2 separate regions of the Mus musculus genome follow, and region 1 is linked to region 2. Evidence: chromatin contacts called from public HiChIP or PLAC-seq data. All regions are on one chromosome and are shown on one strand. The core of a region is the stretch at or near the end of the contact, and the rest is flanking DNA. Distances in the headings are between cores, read along the strand shown. Region 1 overlaps Gm35359 (a long non-coding RNA gene). Region 2 overlaps Sumf1 (sulfatase modifying factor 1).

The links. HiChIP or PLAC-seq counts read pairs in DNA pulled down with a chosen protein or histone mark.
Region 1: an H3K27ac HiChIP or PLAC-seq map of large pre-B cells shows a contact between it and region 2, with 5 times the contacts expected there. The contact joins two enhancer-like sites. A contact is called at or near these places in 4 of 15 datasets of contacts at CTCF or cohesin (the NIH/3T3 cell line, large pre-B cells and pro-B cells), 2 of 484 Hi-C or Micro-C datasets (bone marrow-derived macrophages and nephron progenitors) and 2 of 115 datasets of contacts at active chromatin or transcription factors (T-cell acute lymphoblastic leukemia and large pre-B cells).

The regions. Positions count from the first base shown.
Region 1 is chr6:108,715,494-108,720,090 of GRCm38.p6, reverse strand. Gm35359 (a long non-coding RNA gene) reads left to right here. Exons shown (of 3, transcript XR_377955.2): 2 at 1,439-1,565; 3 at 2,163-2,560. Among named protein-coding and RNA genes, the nearest start is that of Gm35359, 14 kb to the left of the region's middle. Within about 2 kb of position 2,495, at least 45 of the 459 cell types and tissues checked have an H3K27ac peak or open chromatin away from gene starts, as enhancers often do. A contact at or near this core is called in pro-B cells, where this site is marked.
Region 2 is chr6:108,152,233-108,157,430 of GRCm38.p6, reverse strand. Sumf1 (sulfatase modifying factor 1) reads left to right here. Exons shown (of 9, transcript NM_145937.3): 4 at 2,390-2,472; 5 at 4,196-4,318; 6 at 5,090-5,198. Among named protein-coding and RNA genes, the nearest start is that of Sumf1, 31 kb to the left of the region's middle. Within about 2 kb of position 2,705, at least 28 of the 459 cell types and tissues checked have an H3K27ac peak or open chromatin away from gene starts, as enhancers often do. A contact at or near this core is called in pro-B cells, where this site is marked.

The DNA of each region.
Region 1 (4,597 bases), core at 1,246-3,745, 560 kb before region 2:
AAGAGGAAGGGGATTTATTTCGCTCATTATTCCAGGTTGTACCCATCACTGCAGGAAAGTCCAGGCCCCAGGAATTTGAAGCAGTTAGTCATAGCACGTCCATAGTGAAGAGCAGAGCACAAGAGCTGACACATGCACTGCCTACTGGGGTTTAAAGCTCTCTCAATTTGATCAGATGAGTTTCTTGTCTCTTTCTTTTTTTTTTTCTTTCTGCTTTTGGTTGCTGTTTTGATTTTTCAAGACAAGGTTTCTCTGTATAGCCCTAGCTGTCCTGGAACTCACTCTGCAGACTAGATTGGCGTGAAATTCACAGAGTTCCATTTCCCTCTGCCTCCTGAGTGCTGGAATTAAAGGCATGGGCTACCAATGCCAGACTGCTTTTTCTTTTTATTAGGATATCTTTTATGTTTTCTTTGACAATGTCATACATATAAGTAATGTATATTGACCTTATCAACTCCCAGCTCCCCACCGCCCCACTACTCTCCCAACATCCCCCCTTCCCACCTTCATGTTCTTTCTGTGTTTTCCTTTGTTTGTTTAGCCAAATGAGTGCTGCCTGCGGGGGTTTTGAGTGAGTTATTGGTCTGCCTTTGTACAGGTCTTGTGTACAGCTGCAGAGTTTATAAGTGCAACAGCCTTGTCTGGTTGCCGGAAGATAGCCTTTCACAGAACTCCCCCCTTGCTCCAGATCTTACATTGTTTCTGTTCCCTCTTCTGGAATGTTCCCTGCGCCTTCAGAAGGAGGAGGTTGTCAGGGCTTGGAGTCTAGTTCATATCCAAAGGGGAGGGATTTGTAGCCAGAGAGCCTGTTGGGATTGCCACAGTTGGTTGGATGTATCTTCTGAGAATTCAGAACATCCCCAAGTTGTATCGATATCTTTGGGAGCCTCCTGGTGGGAGGCTGGCAGGTGGCAAAGGTAAGGTGAGGCTCAGCTTCAGGCTCCTTATCTTCCTAACCAGCATGCTTTGTCACCAGCCTCAGAACTTGTGCCTTGGTCTCACCCTTGGTGTGTAAAGAGCCTAGTTTCATTCTGTCTAAACCCTACACCAACTTCTCCATTTTTAGGTTAATTGTCAGAGATGGGAAGGAACTCAAAGGGTATGTCCAGATAGACAGCCTGCCCCAGATTTTATGTCTGACTGTACCGCTGTGGGAAAGTGAATTAGCATCTCTGGGCTTCCATTGCTCATTTGTCCAGCGGTAATACAAACCTTCTTCTCATCATTCTTGCCACAGTTTGCAAAGATAATACATGCAGTATGTTTGAACTAAAACCAACATTCAGAAACAGGGATTCTTCATTGGGACCCCTTCTTCTGAGCCAATCACTGAATTCTAGCCCCCATCCAGCATAAGTGGCCAGCCAGCCAGCTGGGCTGCATCCTCACCTGGGATGGATAGACAGATGCTGAGAGCCATACACTCTCTTTCCAGTGGCTGGGGATGCTGGTTGCCAAGTTCCAGAAGGCAACGTACAGAAACTCATGGCAAAGCCAAAGCTGAGAGTCAGAAGTCCAGAGAGGCTGGACTGCAGAGGAACTGAGTCCTGGCTTGCTTAGAGGTAGGTTGACACTTCTAACCAAACGAAGAGTTCTGAGAACTGAGCAAGGTCTCAGAGATAATTCTGAGTCACCTGCTTAGAGGCCAGACGTCCAAAAAGATCTCCAAAGATGATCTAGAATCTAGGAGTGTCACTCAAAGATAGAGCTCTACTCAGGGTGCACAGAAGCTAGGTTGGCTTCCATCTCCAGTAGTGCAGAAGAGGTCATGTAATCCCGGAGCCTAATAAACCTCCCCCAACACACACACTTAAAAAGTAGACTATGGATCTCCAGGAACCCAGGAAGGAAGGAGGGAGGGGGCAGGGAGGGAGGGAGGGAGGGGGCAGGGAGGGAGGGGGCAGGGAGGGAGGGAGGGAAGGAGGGAGGGGGGGCAGGGAGGGAGGGAGGGTGCAGGGAGGGAGGGAGGGAGGGAAGGAGGGAAGAGGAGGGGAGGGGGAGGGAAGGGAAGAGAAGAAAAGGTCTTTGAATCTGTAGGGTCACTGCACAGACCCTGAGCCCCGCCTCCCCCCCCAGCCTCCATCTGAAACCCTGAAGTTTACTTTCTACATCAGAAGTCACCTTAACCACACCTTTGACACCTGATCTTCTCTCCTTAGCTTGAACCACAGCCACCTGACAGAGCCCAGAGGCCAGTTCACTTCCCCTTGCTCTGAAGACACTTCCTTAGGTGCTCTGGTGACGCTCCCCCGGGAGGCCCTGACCCCTGGGGGCTCTTTCCTCTGTCGGGCCTGCATACTGAAAATGGTTTTCAAGTGCTGCTCAGCTATCAAGTAAACCTCCTCAATCCCTTCTGACTGTTTCTCATGGGACCTCATGTCCAGCTGGTGGTATGCCTAGAATAGTTAGCCTGCTGGTGCAATTTCAGGAGAGACAGGAAGTCTCAAGTTAAAGAGCGTTTCTTAAAACACACAGCAGGGGCTCATGACAACCTCTTTCCCTCCAAGGTAGCATTTCCTCTGCCAAAGGCACTGTTCTTACGTTTTCCCCTGTAGACTCCTACACAGCGTTGGAGTCTGAGAAGGTGTTGATTGTCAGCTGAAGGGTAACAAGGAGCAAGACGGGTGCCTTGCACTTCAAATCGTTGTACCTGAGAGAATGAACCTGGGGATTGCCAAGAGTTCAAAGCAAGCCTGGGCTACAGAGTGAAAACCAATCACAAAAGCCAAAAGGACGAACCCATTCTTGAGGATAACCTTAAACTATTGATCCTCCTCACTTCCTCGCCAGAGTATCGGCCCCTAATATTGCAATGCCAATTCCCATGGGGAAAAAAAAGTCTGTTTTAGCATGTTTTTAAAAACATACAGGAGCTAGGCAGTGGCAGTGCACTTCTTCTTTAATCCCAGAACTCAGGAGACGGAGGCCGGTGGATCTCTGAGTTCAAGGCCAGTTTGATGTACAGAATGAGTTCCAGGACTGTCAGGGATACACAGAGAAACCTTGTCTCAAAGAAGATGGAGAAGGAGGAGGAAGAGGAGGAGGAGGAGGAAAAGGAAGGAAGGGAGGGAGGGAAAGAAAGGAAGAAGGAAAAAGAAAGAAAGGAAGAAAGGAAGGAGGGAAGGAAGGAAGGAAGGAAGGAGGGAAGGGAAGGGAAGGGAAGGGAAGGGAAGGGAAGGGAAGGGAAGGGAAGGGAAGGGAAGGGAAGGGAAGGGAAGGGAAGGGAAGGGAAGGGAAGGGAAGGGAAGGGAAGGGAAGGGAAGGAAGAAGGAAGCAATCAACAACAACAGAGCCATATAATCCTGGTGATGTAGCTCAGTTGACAGAGTACCCAGCATGCACACTCTGGGCTTCCTTCCCATCCTTTCATAAACTGACAGTGCAGGTGTATGCTTATAATTCCAATACTCCGGACAGGAAGCCAGGAGGATCAACAGTTTAAGGTTATCCTCAGCTATATATGGAGTTCAAAGACTGCCTGGACTACATGATGAGATCCTATCTTCAAAACAGTGAGTTAAGGGGCTGGAGAGACGGCTCAGTAGTTAAGACTACCAGTTGCTCTTGAAAGGGACCCAGGTTTGGTTCCTAGCACCCACATGGCAGCTCAATTATCAATAAATTCAGTTCCAGGGAATCTGATGCCTTCTAACCTTCATGGGCACAAGGTATGTACATGGTACATATGCATAAATGCAGGTAAAACACTCATTCACTATATATATGCCACATAGTTCCAGGTCAGCCTCTTCTATGTAGTAAGATCCTGTTTCAAAAAAAAAAAAACAAACAAACAAACCTACACACACACACATACAAAAAAACACACACACCATTTAGCAGGTATGGAATTCTACTACTTGCTTGGGAGGCTAAGGCTGGAGGACAGACGCTCCAGATCAGCCTGGGCTACTACAGCAAGGCCTTGTCTCAAAGCCATAGCAACATACTAAAAGGACAAATATAAAGAGGTGTTATGAGATGGAGAGATAGCTCAGTGGTTAAGAGCACTGACTGCTTTTCCAGAGGTCCTGAGTTCAATTCCCAGCAACCATATGGTGGTTCACAACCATCTGTAATAAGAGTGGATGCCCTCTTCTGGTGTATCTGAAGACAGCTACAGTGTACTCATATACATTAAATATATACATACATACGTACATACATACATTCATACATACATAGAGATGTTATTAGAGTTGATCTGCGCCAGGGCTTGGATCTGTATCCAAGGCTTACAACACCAAGGTTGAGCACAGTTTCTATGAGTTTCTGAAAGAAAATACAGCTATCTTTGCTACTGGCCTTCTGAGCCCTGGAAGGACAGCATTAGTGCAGATAACTTTTATAGACTCTTAGCATTGCACTCAAGACACAGGGCCACCTCCTCCTTTGTATGGAAGCCTCAGAGAGGACCTGGTTTAAAAACAGCCCAGCTGTCACAGATTAGAGATGACATCATTTGCTATCTGAGTGAGCAATGAAGGAAGACCCAGGTCTCTGGAGCTGGAGCAATGAGGTATGGCTACCAGTGGCCGAACAAACTGTAGTTATCTGCTTCCCATTTCTCTTGCCCAGAGATACTCTCACACCT
Region 2 (5,198 bases), core at 1,456-3,955:
CAGAGATGAGAAAGGACTGAGAGTGTGATAAGACTAAATGTTTTGGTGTTCTGGCCCAGGCAAGCAGAGTTCATTTGTAGCTTTTAGCTTCTTTGTTTGCCATCTTTAGAACTCCCTAGAGGGAGTTTTGGCAATATCAGTTGTGGACTTTTTGTTTGTTTTCTGTCTTTGACTCAGCAAGAAAGGCAAAGTAGATTCCAAGACAAGGGCTGCTGCTTTCCTTTGTCACATCTTTTTATTTTTGCCTGTTGTTCTATCCTGCCCCAGTGGGACTTGGCGGTTGAATTCAGTGAAATGCTGGGGACAGTGAAAGGAGCGGTGAGCCGCTGCTGCAGCAGCCCTTGGGTCTCCTCTGCAGAGCTCAGCTTTGTGGGTGTTCTCCTCTGAAGGCTTGCGGAGCTGGAGGAGCTTCCTCCTTTTTTTTTCTTTAGATATTTTCTTTATTTACATTTCAAATGTTATCTACTTTCCTGGTTTCCCTTCTGAAAACCTCCTCCCCCTATCCCTTCCCCATCCCGCTGCTCACGAACCCACCCATTTGCACTTCCTGGCCCTGGCATTCCCCTATACTGGGGCATAGAGCCTTCACAGGACCAAAGGCCTCGCGTCTGGCATTTGTTGTCTCCTCTAAAGACTGGCATATGGATAACTGAAGTCTTTCACAATGTAGAGTGAGTAGGCATGGACATCACCCAAAGCTACAAGCTCTTTGAAGAAGATTCAGCCTGCTGTTTATTACGGTTCCAAACTAGAAATGTCTAAATGCGCATTAGTGGGCAGAATGGATACAAACAGATTGTCTATTTGTTTTCATTGCTAAACGTGGAAGAAATATTTCAAAATACAAAATATCATGAGAGAACAAAAAAGAACGAAGGCGGTCCAGTATCTACCATCCAGATTTAATGTATTTTGTTTTTTTCTTTTTTAATTTAAGAGCTAGAATCTTCCATCGATAGCGCTTTGTGCTGGGAGTGGAGTGGAGTGGGCAGGTGGAGTCATGGTTATTTTGCTGCAATCCAGAAGTGGGATGACTTGAGCTTTCTCAAGTCATCTTCCCTTGACACCGGGCAAATTACCTGTCATTGGCACCAAACAGAACAAACCAGATTAGCCGTAGATGAAGGGTATGCTCACAGTTCCTGCGTGCTGTGAAATCTAATGCCTTGCAGTCGGTCATGGTGAAGGACAAAATGCCTTTTCTATTGAAGTGTTTAAACCAAAAGTCTTTTTCCATCAGGTTGTTGTGGAGATATCTTAAATGTTTTGATTGTGTTAATGTAGAAAAAAATGGATGAGGGTAATCTTGGCGCTCACAGTGACAGCTGTCATTGTCAGGAGGGACACAGTCCCTGTCAACTCCACCTCACCAGCTTATAAGGATGCAATGTGTTGAGAATACAGTTGGCCTCGGGCCAAACTCGAGTCCACTCCAGTCTATGTTAGAAGAATCTTTCCCAAGTTTCTGTTCTTTAGTATTAGCAGCAATGATTGATTTTTTTGTGGCTCTCCTTGTGACTGCTTGTCATAGGGCCATGCTCAGTGAGACTGGTTCCTTGTCCCTACTGCTTGATCAGTCATTACCCTAAGTTGCTAAGGGCAGAGCCTTAAGTCCTTTATGTTAGACTTCACCGTAATGGATGTTGGTGACTGTCTGCAAATGAACAAGCAGCCCTGGAGAAGGTTATACTGTGAACAGCAGAGCAATAGTTCAAAACTCCTTTTGACTGGCATCAAAGCCTTAGGTGCTAACCAGTCACTGTTCCCTCCTCACCCTCATTACTCTGGTGAGCACGATTAGCAGAGCCCCTCAAAAGTGGCTAAGGTTCTAGTAACAGTTTCCTGAGTATTTCACAGTCTTGCCTGATTTGGCCCCCTAGTTTCTGTGTTAGTTGAGGCTGGATTGAGATCCTATTTCACAGAAAGTCTGTCAGACATTTTGTTGAGCTGCAGATTGAACCATGATCTTTTAAACATAGTTTCTTGTTTTTCTTCTGAGTTCCACTTGATCCCTGGCCACTTTGGATAACCTTTAACCTCATGTTTAACGTGAAGATGAACTGTTTCCTCATCTTTTAAGTTGGAGACATACCTCACTTCCTATCTACCACTTGTCACAGCTTATAGAGGATAAATGGGCAGGACAGCCTTAGAAAATCCCTGTAGCTATGTGGCACTTAAATAGACTTGTATGAACTAATAGTTTCTTGTTTGACTATGTGGTCACATGTAAGTCTATGGCACTGATACTCTGTAAAGTTACATATTTTAGAACCCAAAAAGGCCTCATGACCCTATGTGAGATTTTTATTATTTGTCTGTGTGTATGAGTACGGTGTATTTCTGGAGTCATAGTAGCTGATGGAAGCCTATTTTCGGTTGCTTTGAGGTTGCAGCTGCTCCATGGTGGTTGCCTGTCAAGGGAGCTAATTGGAGACACCCAGAGGGTCCGGACTCCAGTATTCTGCACAGGTGAGTCTGGTCATGCCCTGTTGATATGGTTTGTTCCAATGAAAATTTCTGTGCTCTTGCAGAACTCAGCAGCTCTCTTCATATGTAAAATGAATGGCAGGTATAATCAGCCACTCTTGGGAGGGCAAGGAGATGATGGGAAATAATGTATATGAAGTCCTAGTCACAGGGTCTGCTCACGGAAGGCCTTGACTAAACGGACTCTTTCCTGCTTCATTTGGCTTCAGAGTTCCTCCTCACAGATTGCCTTGCTTTGGACAGGCTCTCACAAATGTCATGACACATTTACTCAGAACAGTCTAGCCACGAATGTGTCTTTATGTGAAAGAAGACTGTCACTCTTATGGATACTAGTTGTGTCCTATCAGGTGGCCATGTGCTTTTTAGTCCTGGACTGATACACTTAGAAGCCAAAATCTGACTAAAACAAAAAACAAAACAAAACAAAACCCAGAGTGGCAGTACGTCTCCGGGGTGGCAAGGAGGTAATTATCTTAAGCAAAAATAGAGATGCACATTATACCCTGGGGACGAAGGGGGGTTTCAGTTATGACTTGGCTTCCAACAGCCAGGAAGCTGTTCGTCTAACCCCATTCTTCAGACAGGGCTTTTGGCCTTTGTTTCTAACTACATTCAAGGTTATTCCCCTTAAAATCAGGGAACAGGGAATATATATATGAACTTCAGCTCTAGAGACACAACCCCCTTGATAGATACAAAACTTTTTAAGGTCTGAACTGGCTTCCTCTGTGTAGAAATGGACGGTGAGGTAGAACGTTGCAGGATCCTTGAGGACCTGGGGTGGACTTGTTCTCTAGATCTCAATTTTACCTTCTTTTCCAGGTGCAAAGTTGGTTAGGAAAACCCAAAGGAGACTGCATTTTCATTGGTGGTGCTAAGACTTGAACACATAGCCATCTGTTTTATGACCGAGCTGCACTCCCAAACTGGAATATACTTTTAAATTTATGCCCTAGACTCAGAGCTACTCAGGAACCTTTGTGGAGTAAATTAATGAATGTCCTATAGGAATTCAGAGCTGCATGAGGAGTTAGGTGGGCCAGTCTAGGTCACCTAAAAGTGAGTGGTGATTTCAGCTCCAGTGACTTCCTCCATCCTCTCAGGAAAGGCTGCTAGTGTGAGGCAGATGGTGCTAGCTGACCCTTAGTAGGATAGCAGAAACATGCAAAGTTAAAAGCTAGGTGTCTGGAAACAGGCTAAGGGTTTGGCATGTCTTTTAGGGACTCACAGATGTGTAAGGGAGTAGATGCCAAAACTACTGTGTAAGCCCAACAAAGTTCTGGTTTACTTTGCATGGAGCTCTGTGGAATGTACAGATTATAAGCTGAGCCTCTGTGGGCCTTACATGTCTGCTGTGATAGTCACTGGAGGCTCTAAGGTGCCCCTAACCATTTTGCAAAATGCGGAAGGAGCCAGAAGCCTCTGCTGATGACTCTACGCAGCTGAGCCAATAGGGGCAGAGCTTCACTGTGCCTGCCATCCCCATGGAATCTGTGGGCCTCCAAGGCTACAAAGTGAAGAGATGCTTGAGTGCAGAGAGGCTGTGACCCATTTGGGCATCTAAAACTTCAGAAGTCCCCACTGCAGAGGACAGGTGTGTCGCAGCTAGGCTTTGAAATCATGACTGTGGTCACTTTCTGAATCTACCTCCTGCTTTCTGTTCAGGCCGTTGTCTCTTTTAACTGCGCGTGTTCCTCTCTAGGTCAAATCATCCGGTTCTCCATGTTTCCTGGAACGATGCTGTTGCCTACTGCACATGGGCGGGCAAGAGGTTGCCTACTGAGGCAGAGTGGGAATACAGCTGTAGAGGAGGCCTGCAGAACAGGTACTCAAACACAAGGCCTTGCCTTGCCCTGCAGTGTGTTGACATTCTCTTCTACACCTTCTTCCTCTGCTCCTCCCTTCTCCCTGGCTCCCTGGAACTTGCTGTGGTCAGGAAGTTGATTAATAACAGCTGGCTTTTCTTCTTCCTTGTGAGGTGCTTTGGTGACACTAGTGGGTGAGTCACAAACTTTTTACAGTTCCTAAAGCCAGGTATGGGACCAAATGGACTCTGTAGTGGCAGAGTGAGCGCTGGCCACACACCCGCTCCTATGTATCCCTCCTCAGAGCTGCTTGGCAGGCTGCCCTGCTTTTAGCATTTTCTTATTTTGGCTGTCTTCTGAAACCACGGTATTCTCTGCTTCTGCAGCCATGAGACAGAAAACTCATGTTTGGGTCACATCTTCTAGGAAAAGCTCCTTAAAATAGACAGGGCTTAAAACAAAGTGTGGTACGCAGTGCCTGCTCATGTTACCATATAAGTCCAGAGTGATGCCTTGTGTCTCCGATCTCTAGAAGGCCTCTTTCAGTCATATCATTTATCTCAGGCCTTCTCAGTGCTGAGGAGAGACTGACGTTTTACACACTTGACATGAGTTGTTTTAAGAAAATTTCTAAAAGTTCCAATTAAAAGTTATATTTACAAGGGTATCTTTTAAAGAAACAGTTCACCCAGGACAGACGTGCATTGTTTGTTCTCTCCCACTGCATCCTTCCTTTTGACTGTGGTCCAGAAGCCCGTGCACCATGCTGATGCCTGTGTCTCTCCTCACAGGCTTTTCCCCTGGGGCAACAAACTGCAGCCCAAAGGACAGCATTATGCCAACATCTGGCAGGGCAAGTTTCCTGTGAGCAACACTGGCGAGGATGGCTTCCAAGGAACT